2 separate regions of the Mus musculus genome follow, and region 2 is linked to region 1. Evidence: chromatin contacts called from public Hi-C data. All regions are on one chromosome and are shown on one strand. Each heading gives the region's core, a stretch centred on a gene start, on an enhancer-like site or on the middle of the called end of the contact. The rest is flanking DNA. Distances are from core to core; before and after follow the strand shown.

Evidence for each region. Hi-C and Micro-C count contacts between places; a contact is called where the count stands out from the background.
Region 2: a contact with region 1 is called in a Hi-C map of liver, with 5 times the contacts expected there. The contact joins two enhancer-like sites. A contact is called at or near these places in 12 of 39 promoter capture datasets (the 3T3-L1 cell line, 3T3-L1-derived adipocytes, the C10 cell line and 7 more), 3 of 15 datasets of contacts at CTCF or cohesin (large pre-B cells, pro-B cells and stem cell-derived epiblast-like cells) and 7 of 484 Hi-C or Micro-C datasets (B cells, cerebellum, large pre-B cells and 4 more).

Annotation. Positions count from the first base shown.
Region 1 is chr17:73,184,364-73,190,864 of GRCm38.p6, reverse strand. It overlaps Lclat1 (lysocardiolipin acyltransferase 1), which reads right to left. Exons shown (of 6, transcript NM_001177967.1): 4 at 2,844-2,990. It also overlaps the pseudogene Gm9311. Among named protein-coding and RNA genes, the nearest start is that of E330032C10Rik, 63 kb to the left of the region's middle. Within about 2 kb of position 3,759, at least 9 of the 459 cell types and tissues checked have an H3K27ac peak or open chromatin away from gene starts, as enhancers often do. A contact at or near this core is called in liver, where this site is marked.
Region 2 is chr17:73,881,757-73,888,010 of GRCm38.p6, reverse strand. It overlaps Xdh (xanthine dehydrogenase), which reads left to right. Exons shown (of 36, transcript NM_011723.3): 35 at 1,492-1,668; 36 at 3,528-4,116. The coding sequence ends at 3,578. Among named protein-coding and RNA genes, the nearest start is that of Xdh, 65 kb to the left of the region's middle. Within about 2 kb of position 1,375, at least 4 of the 459 cell types and tissues checked have an H3K27ac peak or open chromatin away from gene starts, as enhancers often do. A contact at or near this core is called in liver, where this site is marked.

The sequences.
Region 1 (6,501 bases), core at 2,510-5,009:
CTACTGGGACCACGTGAAACCCATAGGACCCCGAGCCTGCTATGATGAGGGCAAACGTGTTGCAGAGACCATGTGCTATGCCTACATGAAGCAGGAAGGTATGGAAGTACAGGTAGCAAGGATCTTCAACACCTTTTGGGCCACAAATGCATATGAATGATAGACAGGTTGTCAGCAACTTCATCTTACAAGCACTACAAGGGGAGCCACTCACAGTATATGGATCTGGGTCTCCGACACTGGCATGCCAGTACGTTAGTGACCTGGTGAATAGCCTAGCAGCACTGATGAACAGCCTTGTCAGCAGTCCTATCAACGTGGGAAATCCAGAGGAACACGCAACCCTGGAATTTGCTCAGTTAAGTAAGGACCTTGTTGGGTAGTGGAAGTGAAATTCAGTTTCTCTCGGAAGCCCAGGATGACTCACAGAAAAGAAAAACAGACACCAAAAAAGCAAAAGTGATGCTGGGGTGGGAACCTGAGGTTCTACTAGAAGGAGGATTGAACAAAGCCATCCATTACTTCCAGAAGGAACCAGGCTAATAACCAGTACATCCCTAAACCCAAGCCCGCCAGAGAGAAGAAGGGCCAGACGCGCCACAGCTGAGTTAGCCTTAGGATATGAGACTCTGTTTTACCCATGTGAGGTGGACTTTTGTGGGGTTTTTTTTTTTTAAGTCTTAAACAGATGTCATGAAGAACAAACTGGAATTTTATTCTGAAGCTTGCTTTAAAGACACTGATGAGTCTAAACGCTCCCTTGAAAGCTGCAGACTTTGACTTGCACTTTAAAATCTGTCTTTGTTATGTACAACAGCCTAGATGCATCTCGCTCTTATCAGGTTTTTATCTTCTGTTAGAGTGTATGCTGCAAGTGTCATTGACAGTTTTATTTCCTGGTTTCTTTGTGAAGCTGAAAAGAAACATTAAATGCGGTGGAAAATGCCAATTTATAAAAGTGGGTACTTATGAGACGTTACGCTATGCATAAAGAATAAAAATCCTAGAGGTACTGTCGGGTGGGTGGGGCACCAGTGTTTATTTGGGACAGAGGGAAGACCTCTGTTGGGAAGCTTTGTAGTTTTTTTATTCAGAGTTTTCTGAAAGTCCAGCTTTCGGTTGCAAATTGGACTTTGAAACATCCCTGTTGGTTCTTGATCAAAGATATTTGAGATCACTACTGTGTTGTGCTGCATATTACAGGTCCTGGAAGATAAGTTTATATTCCTCTTTGCCATACGACTTGCCCATTTTGTCTTTCATTCCATGCCCTCTTAGGTTTGTGTCCCCGCATACAGCATACCACAACACCCTCTCACATCCTGCTGAATCACTCTTTGAAGGAATGGTTTATCACACTGGAGAAAGGGCCCCTTTGGCCTTTTTCTACAGAGCTCCCTCTAATTCAACCCTAAGTCCTCCCAAAGCCTTCCAATAATCAACCAGAATAGCTCTACACTTATCCATGTTAGGTCTGCTCTGTAAAAACACTACTTTAGTACATGTGACAGACTATGTAGTGTTTTTATTAATCTTGTTTTTATTTGCTGAAGTAGAAAGGTTCCAAATATACAGTTCTGCATCCCATCTCCAACACAAGTATAAATGGTTTTTCTCAAGAGACAAAGCTTTTTTCTAGTAGGGAGATAATTTAAGTATCAGTGGAAAGGTCATAAGATTTAAAATTAGTTACTTTTAGATTCTTTTCTTATATAAAAGAACTTGAAGGATAAATGGTTTACAGGAAAAATAATACTTTGGAAGAGAATATACAGAACTGGTAGAAGAGATTAAGTCTACCTCAATATCATTTTGGAATTCAGTTTATGTAAAGATAGAGGCTAATATTTGAAGGATATATTGTAGGGCTTAAAATATAAATACTTTAAGTCATTTCTAGGACTATGAACATGAAAAATAATGACCTCTTGTGGTTGCCCATAATAAATCCAATTCATAATAAGTTCAAACAGAAGTCCTGGGTCGGTGAGGCAGCGGCTGTTTTACTGGTTGGCTTTAATAACTGTTTCTGAGACAGCCTTACTTATCAGCCTAGGCGGGCTTGGGGCTCACTGAGCTCAGGCTGACCCTGTGACAAGCTTTCTGCCTGTGCTTCCCAAGTACTGGGATTACAAATAGCTTAGGCCATCACACCCAGCTTTTGATGAGGAAAGGAGGCAGATCTGGAAGCTATGTTACAGGGAAGAGTGGGAAGTAAATGTGGTAAAAAGTAAACTATATTCAAATATAAAATTCTCAAAGAATAAAAATTGTATTTGACTTAATAATATATTTATACACTGAAATAACTTGTCTAAAATACATTTGATACTGAAAATGTTGAATTCTTGTCAAGCTACCCTACTTTCATCCTGAGCACCTATCCTCACAGTACTGAATTGACTTGTACAGAATTTCACTCTAGTTAATTTGAGTGTGTGATATTTTACTTATTTGCAAGGTTTTTATAATAAAATTTATACAATTATATTTTCAATGTTGTTTTCTTTTTGGTCTTCCCCTCACTCCATGACACTGGGAATTGGACGCAGGGCCTCACAACAGTCCCCCGGTGAGCTCTATTCCTAGCCATCTTGTCATTCTGTATTTTGAGGCACTGAGTCAGGAAGTTGCTCAGGCTGGTCTTAAACTTGTAATCTGCATGCATCATTCTGAGTTCATGGAACTTCAGGATTGTATCTTCAAGTCAGACTTGGGTACCATTAACTGAGTGACCTAAGGGGTTGTCCATCCATTTTGCTCATATTCACACACAGGGTAGGAGATTTGACTAGTGGTGTGTAAGTTTATAAATTCTGTAACCCAAACCCAGCCTACCTTACCTGTGAGGTCAGTTCCTTCTGGAAAAATGAGAAGCTGTAGTGGTTCATGGATGGCACAAAAATAATCAATCATGTCTTCAAAATGGCTCTTATCATCCTTCCACTTCCTATGAATAAAGATAAAGGCCGCAACTTGCATGGCCCAGCCTAGAAAAAAAAAATAACAAGCATTTGTACAAACTTCAATAGCAAAACTTTCAGGTCTTCGATTTTTTTACACTATAATACCATTCTACAACATACCATATATTTAGTACTAATTTTGGAAATACTGGGGTTTGCAAAATTGTTGTTTTCTCACCTCTCCCAGACAGGGCTTCTCTGTATAGCCTTGGCTGTCTTGGAACTCACACTGTAGACCAAGTTGGCCTTGACCTCAGAGATCTGCCTGCCTCTGCCTCCTGTGTGCTGGGATCAAAGGTGTGCAGTACCACTCGATAAATTCTTTAAAACCTCCTTTAAGCCATAGCTTGCCACTATTATCAAGGCACTAATGTTTATCAAGTAGTAAGCAAAGAATTTTCTCATGTCACATAAGAATTCTATAGTATTTCCTTTTCTGTACTCTCAGAGTAAATGCAAATGCTATTTTCAATGGTATTCACTTCAGATTTTACTTAAATGAAATGGGAAATTCTATCTGCTATGTATATGTGGGCACACTGCCTTTCCCAGAGGCAGACCCACCTTATTGCTGAAAAGGTAGCCTTGATGAGCCCATCTGTGTTTCAGATGACTGCCAATCTTGCCCTGGCTACAGCCCTTGGAGCTTCTGTAGAAGATGCCTAACTTAGGGTAGCCTATGTGCGGTTTCTGAAAAAGCTCACAAAGAATGAAAGCATGGGTCCAACAGTTACTCTTAGGCCAACCGAATATCTACCTCTCTTAAAATTTCCTCTAGGACCTTGGAACAGCAAACACTGTGAGTTGTGCAATAAAGACGGCATATGTAATAAAGGTCAAAACCTCTTGCTGCTGAGCCACGGGTCTGATCCTGATTCTAACTCCAGGCCCAGTCTTGCCAGCCTATGGTATGGGTCCATCTCCACGATACCCATGAGACTCTTCCTCTCTAACACTTACATAGTAATAACTGCAACACTCATCTTGGCAGCCAGGGATGAAGAGTAATAATATCTTGCAAACAAGCAGTGCTGTTCTGGAATGCAGATGTGCCATGGCCTACCTACCTCCTGCTCCCCTACGACTTAGCCTCAGTACAGCCTGAGAATCTCTTATCTCTCCTAGAAATCTTTACTCCAATCATTTTTATTAGGGGCAAGTTTTTCCAGACATTTTTCATGTTTCCTGTCATTTCTGTTAAACCTCCTCTTTTTTTTCTGTCTTTTGTTGAAATTAAGTTTTCTTTGCCCCTTCCCTTGTTCTCTAAAATCCAGGTTTCCTAGAACTCAGGCAACCCATTTGTTCATATACACTATCAATAGCTATTTCTGTTTGACAATGTCAAGGAGCATCAGGTGCCACAGGAGAGCATGGCTGCCACAGGGACAGTATGGCCCGAAGTAGGAAGCATAATCCTGCCCACTGGCAGACAGTGTGCTGACATTTGCTCGACTGCCTTGGAAACAACACATCCCATTTTACGTCTGTGTGTGTTTCAGCTTTCTGTATTTGGTAAGCCTGTGGAACCACAGAATGCCTTCAACACTGAGCTCAATTATTGATCTCCAGAAACCAAAACAGCTCTTAATTCCATCACTGTGTAAAACCAAAAGACTCCAGTTTAAATTTAATTTCAATTTTTAAAAAGTACATTAATAATGCCCAAAATGTTTGCTTCCTACCATTCTTGTTGCAGGGTTTGTAGGAATCACCCGACTGCTCCAAAGACTCTTGACTTTTCTCTCACATTCCTAAACTTGACAGAAATGTTTTTAATATTTAGATTTGACCCCAAGTTTGCCGACCTCTTTGCTGTGTCCTGTTAATCCTGTCTTTTGAAAATTGTTTCTGTCCTCACATTCCTGAAATGTATTTTTGGTTCAACTTTGGAAGCTGGTTTGACTAAAAATAGAATTTGAGGTTCCAAATCACTGTTTCCTCAGAATTTCGGAACATTTCCCACAGCCTTCCATCCCTCAGTGCGGCTAGTGCGGCTAGCAGCCAGGAAGAAGCCAAACCCAACTCATCCATGCATCAGGCTGCCCACTGCTCAAGCTTTTATGATTTTTCTCTTTTGTCCCAATAATTGACTTTATTTCAACAACCATATCTTTGTTTTTAATATTTGCCAATGGTTATTTTCCACACCAGCTATTTTATGAATAAATAGTATAATTATAGAAAAACATTTGGTGAATGCTAGCAGCGTGCTTGGTATTATTCTGAACATTTCATTAATCCTTAGGGCAACTATGATTCAGGTAAAAAGCTCTAATGCATGAAGAAAGCACTTTGCGATGCAAACCAGTGGGAACCAGGCTTCAGACACAGGCGGGCTGGTCCCAAAGCTATGTTTTTGTTTGTTTTTTTCTTATTTGTTTGTTTAGTTTTATTTTGTTTTGAGACATTGTCTCACAGTGTAGCCCAAGCCAGCCTCACACTCATTTTGTAGCCTATGCTGGCTTTAAACTCACAACAACATGATCCTTATGCCTCAGTCTTCCAGCATTTTACCCTTACTCTACTGGTTTAAGATTACAGCGTCAAATGGTTTAGATCAGTGTGAAGGGTCTGAAGAGATGGCTCAGTGGCTAAGAGAACTTATTGCTCTCTCAAAGGACCCAACTTTGGTTCTCAGCATCCATGTTGGCAGCTCACTCCTAACTCCAGCTACAAAAGCTCTGACACCTGGTTCCACAGGCACCTGTACTCACAAGTCACACCCACACACAGGGACACACACACATAACTCAAAAAATATATTGATAACCCTTTATAAAATCACCACAAAGTATATTCCAAACAGCATCTCTCCAATAATATGCTCTTGAATTTCTCTATGTATTATGAATAACATAAATGCTCTAAGAATCATTATTCATATTACATGTCCAATTGTTTAAAATGTTTGGCTCTTTAACACTGGACAGTTCCTTCACGTTTGTTTCTATTATGCTCACATTTATAAAGCTCATTCTCGGTCTGGCAAGGCAGCTCGGAAGGAAAATGTTCTCGCAGCCAACCTGATGTCCTGAGTTTAATCCCCAGAATGCACACGGTAGAGAGAAGTGGCTGCCTCGAGTTGTCCTCTTACCTCTGCATGTGCACAGTGTCATCCACAGGGGTACACACATGGAAATAAATGCAAGGGAGCCTGCATCACCCAGCCTTTCTCACCTCTCTGCTTAAGGGGCTGTGATCCCTGCCCTGAAGCCACTACCATTTTCCCTTCTACTTAGACAGCATCACTGTTCTTTCTCATGGAAATGTTGGTTGGTTTTCATTTAAAAAGAGAAAAAATAAATAAACAAGAACGTCTTAAAAGGAATTTTCTCTCTCCATTTTACTGTCACCAGTACATAGTTTATCCATGTCTAAAGCCAATACTTGTTTTTTTCTTTTTTTTTCCTTCTTTTTTCTTTTTTTTTTTTAATTAGGTATTTTCCTCGTTTACATTTTCAAAGCTATCCCAAAGGTCCCCCATACCCACCCCAATTCCCTACCCACCCACTCCCCCTTTTTGGCCCTGGCGATC
Region 2 (6,254 bases), core at 126-2,625, 700 kb before region 1:
TCTTTGGGTGCCGGAGAGATTGATGAGACGCTGCAAGAATGAGGCTCCTGATCCAGTTGCCCCTGTGGATGTGGTGGATGATCCCACAAGCACAAAGGATGGAGCCGAGATGAGAGATCCTTTCGGTATTCCAGAAGCCGATACCAGCTCGACATGACGTTTAAATTTTCCCATGCCTTTTTGATCCCTGAATTCCCCTTAAAGAGATAGCCCCTCTGGCTATCTATCCCTTGCTTCAGGGAAGATGAGCGGGGATGAGAGCCCTGGGATGTATGCTTGTTATAGTGTGTGTGTGTTTTGTGTTTGGCACATGTGTTAGGTGCAGAGTGTGCGGTCCGCACTTTCGCTATGGTAGCATAGGCTTTTGCTGCAGTGGAGGCGGGACAATCTCCTCAGATTCGGTTTGCCGCTCTAAAAGAAATTATGCTGCGTTATGCCGTGGGGTGCGAGGCTAAGCACTGCACAGAGGATAGCTTGCTGTTGGCATCCTGTGGAAGGCACGTCTGATTGCATGAAGGTTCAGTGTCCTAGTTCCCTTCCCCCAGGAAAAACGACACGGGAGCTGGCCAAGACCTCTCTGGGTGATGAGCCTAAGGGATGGTTTTGTGTAGGGCCCCTATGCTTGCACACTGGGGATCAGACCTCTACCTTCACCCATGAGGCTTGCTTGCAGCAATTAAGATCTGGCCATAGGTTAATTAACATCCTGGCCTTTTGATGCACCTGCCGCAAGCAAAACACAATCTCCCCAGGTGTGGCTTGGCATGATAGAGAGGTAGTCAGTGATAAGACTCCCTGGGCATGTCACCAACCTAAGACAGGGATCAAACCAATGCTGTTTGTCACCCAAGGACGGGTAAGGGGCATGGCTGCGGGGGGCTATCTACAGACATTCTCTCTGCCAAAAAAGAAAAAAGGGGGAATTGTGGGGAGCGGGTGTGGCGGCAGTCCCAAAGGCGCCAGGGACTGCAGCTAAGTCATATGACTTGCACCTGACTTCCTCATATAAGACACAAACATCTTGAGTGCTGCGCAGGTGTACCAGGATACAGATGAATCCAATTTGGTGGAGATTTGCCCCTGCTGCCCTGATTAGCTGAAGCCTCGTGACTGGCGAGGGGGCATGGCCTGCAGTGCGTGGATGAGAGAGAGTATAAAAGGAGTGAGAGGCCCAGGGTTCGGGGGAGATATATAAACAAGGGAGATATAAAAACAGGGGAGATATAAACAGGGGAGATATAAACAAGGGAGATATATGGAGAAAGAAGAAACAGGACTGAATAAATGTGTGCAGAAGGATCCTGTAGCAGCGTCGTTCTTCCTGACTAGTTGAGCGCGCTCGACAGTTCGCTGTGGTTGCATCAGAGCTGGGTGCAGTTGTTCCCGGACATCACTTGGTATCTCAGTGCAGGGCTCATGGCCTGGCCTCCTGGGTCAGTGTGATGATGTTAAAGTCTGGTTGATTCTCTGTTCTATATTCTGTCCTTTCAGGCTGTCGGCGAGCCACCTCTTTTCCTGGCTTCTTCGATCTTCTTTGCCATCAAAGATGCCATCCGCGCAGCTCGAGCTCAGCACGGAGACAGTAACGCCAAACAGCTCTTCCAGCTAGACAGCCCCGCCACTCCGGAGAAGATCCGAAACGCTTGTGTGGATCAGTTCACCACCCTGGTAGGATACTTGGACAAATTCCCACCCCACCCTGGGATGGATAGGGGCCAGCTGGCAGACTTGAGGGGAAGGTGCTGCAGCGGGGAGAACTCTCAGCCTCTGTTTTACCCCGCTGGCCTTGGGGTCAAGGATCGCTTTCCCTGAGCCATGTGTGACACTGAGTTGAACTTGCAAGAGAATAGTGACCCCCCCCTTTGAAATTGCCGCTTGTACATGGACTTCTTTCTCGGTGGGAGGGATGAGGTGCGTACAGACCTTTGAGACCTGGGAATGTTACCATTTTCCAGCTGGCTTCAGGTAACGGGAAGATCTGCAGAACACCCAGTCTTTGCTGCTAATCACTATCACCTGGGTGACTCCCCTGTTAAAAACACCGTGTGAGGGCTGTGGAGAGGGAAGGGAAAGGAAATAATATGATTGGTTAATGATGTTTCTTTCAACATTACCATTTGCCCTCCTGATACGGGGGCACGTAGATAGGTACGCTCAAGGACTTTGCAGGGTTTTTTTTTTTTGGGGGGGGGCAGACGGCCACACTATGTGGTGACTGACTTCCACCCTGGAGAGGCGCGTAGTAGCAGAACAGTAGCAGTAATCTTGCTACTGTTAATGACTGTAAAGTAAATATCTGATGTGCAGGATATCTGATGTGCAGGATATCTGATGTGCAGGATATCTGATGTGCAGGATATCTGATATGCAGGATATCTGATATGCAGGATAATCTGATGTGCAGGATAATCTGATATGCAGGATATCTGATATGCAGGATATCTGATATGCAGGATATCTGATATGCAGGATAATCTGATGTGCAGGATAATCTGATATGCAGGATATCTGATATGCAGGATATCTGATATGCAGCCTCCTAAGGGGCCATGACCTATAGGTTGAGAACTTCAGTAGAGGAATTCTATGGTCTTCAGGACCCTTCCCTTTGGGAAGCCCCTTGGTTTTACTTTAGATGGGCGATGCCAGGTGAAAGGAGAACTTGCTAGGAGCACTTTCCCCCCCACAGGATCTCAGCGCTAGCCTAGCCTACATTGTATGATACAGTAGCTATGCACAGAGAGCTCTGATTATACTCAAAGCCCCTGTTGGATTGGCAGATGGGTGGATTTTGACATTTCACAGCCTGTAGGTTTATAGGTAAAGTGAGTACTTGTTGCCCCCAATATGACAGGCATGAGGTGTGGACAGGAGAGTCCTCATGGCAGGAAAATCTGACACCCAGACCTCTATTCTAAGAGTGAAGGAGACAGGTAGATTCCCAGGCAGGCCATTATCGTGCCTGCTGATAGCTTTAGCTCGGAGGTGAGAACTGGAGAGCACGTCTTACGCTATGCTACTTTATTCCCAGGACCCAGAACCCAACACGTTACCATTGCTCCTGGTTACCCGAGCCCTGTATCTTTAACAAGAGTGGTACCTATGGGCAGGTGGCGAAGTAGGCTTTTTGCAAGGAATGGGATGCAAAACTCAATCATTTAAAGAGGCCCACGGATGCCTCCAACCTAGATCAAAGACTCTCTTCTCTGTAGCAGCGCTCCGGTGATTACAAAGCTCCTCTGTGGGCTCATGTGAACATCTGATTCCACATGACAGTTGTGCTTCCTAAGGACAGCAAGTGCCGTGCATAAAGAGACCACCAGACTGGCTGCTACATCAGACATGCTCAGTAAAAATAAAGGAAGGACTAGGAACTTAAGGGGTCCTGTGCTGGGGTGTCGTCCTTAGCTGAGACTATAAAATGGGGTTTGGTCTTGGCATGGTGTTGGTTGTGGTGTCTCTGTGATAGAGTGGGAGGGACACCATAGAAGAAACATGGCAATGACAATTCTTTCATTTCTTCCTAGTGTGCCACTGGAACACCAGAAAACTGTAAATCCTGGTCCGTGAGGATCTGAAAAGGAGGCTCCCCAGTATGGTTTTATACTACAGCCCTGATTCCTCGGAATGTCAAGTGCATACCGTAGTATCCAGATTTCCACACATCCCATGGGGACTCAGCAGGATGGCATTTTCAAGAAAATGGACAATTGTGATCCAAATCATGAGTTGCAAACAAACCAATAAGCAAACGGGGAGCTGCTGGCCCAAGTGGCAGTTTTGAGTAATTCTGGGTAATTCTGAGTCCATTTTTGATCACATATTTGAAATGAGGTTAGCAAGGGTTTGCATTATGTCCCTACTCGCCACATGGCCTGTGTAACTAAGATTCTCACACACCTCCTGACGCTGAAACCAACGTTTCTCTAGATCTGCATGCTTTCTTCAGAGAGCTTATATCTGCCAAGCCACCAAGGGCCGTGTTGTAACCGCAGCTGCACACTCATAGTCTTCAGTGGAATAGTGTGTGTGTGTGTGTGGGGGGGGGGGATTAAAACCTCCAACTGCCTTTACATCATAGAAGACAATAAAACATGATAATGAATGTGGGGTTAATTCCAGGTCTGTTGAGCTACTAAGGTTAGATTATTCTCTGGTGCAAAACTCCAACCAATCTAATCATTGAGTGCCTACAGCGCGCTGGGTCTCTTCTCTCCTCCCATTTATGTATACATAAGATTCTGTTTAAGGACTTCCCTGAGAATAATTTTCTCCTAGAAACTGTGATACTGAGGTCAATATCAGTCAGAGGGGAAAGCCCGAGTTCGACTTCACATGTGTGCCGTTCAAATGCCTTCTCTTCCTCTGATGCATTTTATTGGGAAATGAAAGACTTAGACCACAATAATCACTAGGATCTCCCCCTGCTCTAAGTCTATAAATACATGACCCGAAAACTCCTGTTACGTAAGGGAGCTGCAGCGATCAAAGACTTGGCCCCCTTTGCTCTTATGCAATGTCTGGGCCGAATGAACCCTGCGTAGATTCTTCCATTTGCTCGCAGTTGGTAAAGAGAACAGGAAAGATAAGCCCCCCCCCCCGTCCCCCCCACTGCCCAGGCAGGAGATTCCAGCACAGCACAGTACTGAATGGACGAGGTAATGGGGTCAGCGGCTTCCTTTCAAGCCCCCAGCCTGCCAGACACAGTCTTCATGTCTGGCCACGGGAGGAGCACAGGCAGAAACGATGCAGATGCAGACGGTCATGTCTGATGTCCTAATAAATGTGTCCGTTAGCTGTTTGCCATATGAGAGATGCTTAGAGGTTCTCCCATCAAATGCTAGCATCTTCCATAGCTAGTCATTATTTCTAAAATGAGTGAGCTTGTGCATGTGTATACACATGCACACGCGCACACACACACACACACACACACACACACACACGCACACACACGCACGAGCGCACGTGCACATGCATGCATGCATGCACATGCCACATTCTCTTTTTCCTCCTTCCCTCCCCCTTATCTTTTTGGGATAAGATCCCAGGCTAGCTTCAAACTTATTATATAGCTGAACATAACCTTCAACTTACAGTCCCCCTGCCAATTGCTAGGATTGCAGGCATCTGCCACCTTGTCCCACTTATGGGATGTTGGCATGAAACCTGGGGCTTTGTGAACATAAGCACTTTATAATGGAGCAACCTCCCGCCTACAAACACCTTTCAATGTAGTCTAGATATGCTGTTCTTACAACATGGCAGAGGTTGGCAATGCTTTAAACACCGAGCTGGTATTTACACTGAGCTATACAGACCTGGTTCAGATGATTTTCCGCAAGGTTGTGAGATGTACCCTTCGTTAATGAGGTTCTACTGAGTGAACAGTGAATGACTGGAATTCCCTTGTGTGCTGAGGTTGACGCAGGAACCCTGTTCAGGGGAACTCACGCAGAAATTTGTGGACTAGAACTCTCCATGCTACTCTGAGGTGTTGACTTCCTCAGATATCTTGCCTTTCCTTCTGTCTTACCTTAATCCACATGGTGCCTCAAGTCTGTGGAGTGAGGTCCCTCAGTCTCTCCCAGGGCTAACCAGCGTTGACAGCAATGTGACACTACAGCCTCTAGAGGGCGGTAGAAGCCCGAGGATAAGGCAGGCTTCTCCAGATGGCCCGGCAGTGTGGCATCTGTGGTTATTACTAGGACACTGACTTAGGATCCGGGAGTGGATCAGATATCCTCACGGGCTTCCCCGGGAGCTGGGTTTGAACCTGACAAGCTGACAAAAATCTTCTCAAAGGAGCTTTTTCAAGACACGGGTCAGTCGTGGGAGGGTGACAGCCAGATGGAAGGCTAGCAGGGGAAGGCAATTCTTGTTTTTTTTTTTTTGAACATCTGCAACATGCCATGTGCCAAATTTAATGCTTTATCTACAGAGCCTCATTTAATCCTCCAAGTGGCCCTAAGGGGCAGGTACTCTAATCCCTGTAAGCACACGAGTGACAAGCCTTACTCTCACCGTGCCAGTAGTGAGGGGTCTTAGTCAAGACTGCTTCCTTCTAGAAGCCCACCAGAACCAGGGGTAGCTCTTCTGCCTAAAAGGCTGACAGACCTGACATACCATGGAGGGGATCAATCTGATTATCAGAAAAGCCCAGGGTCCCTGATGTGCAGGATAATGGGAGCTAAGGCATCAGAATGCCTGCCTGCTCACTTGCACGTGGGGTAAGGACTCCCATATTGGCGTGG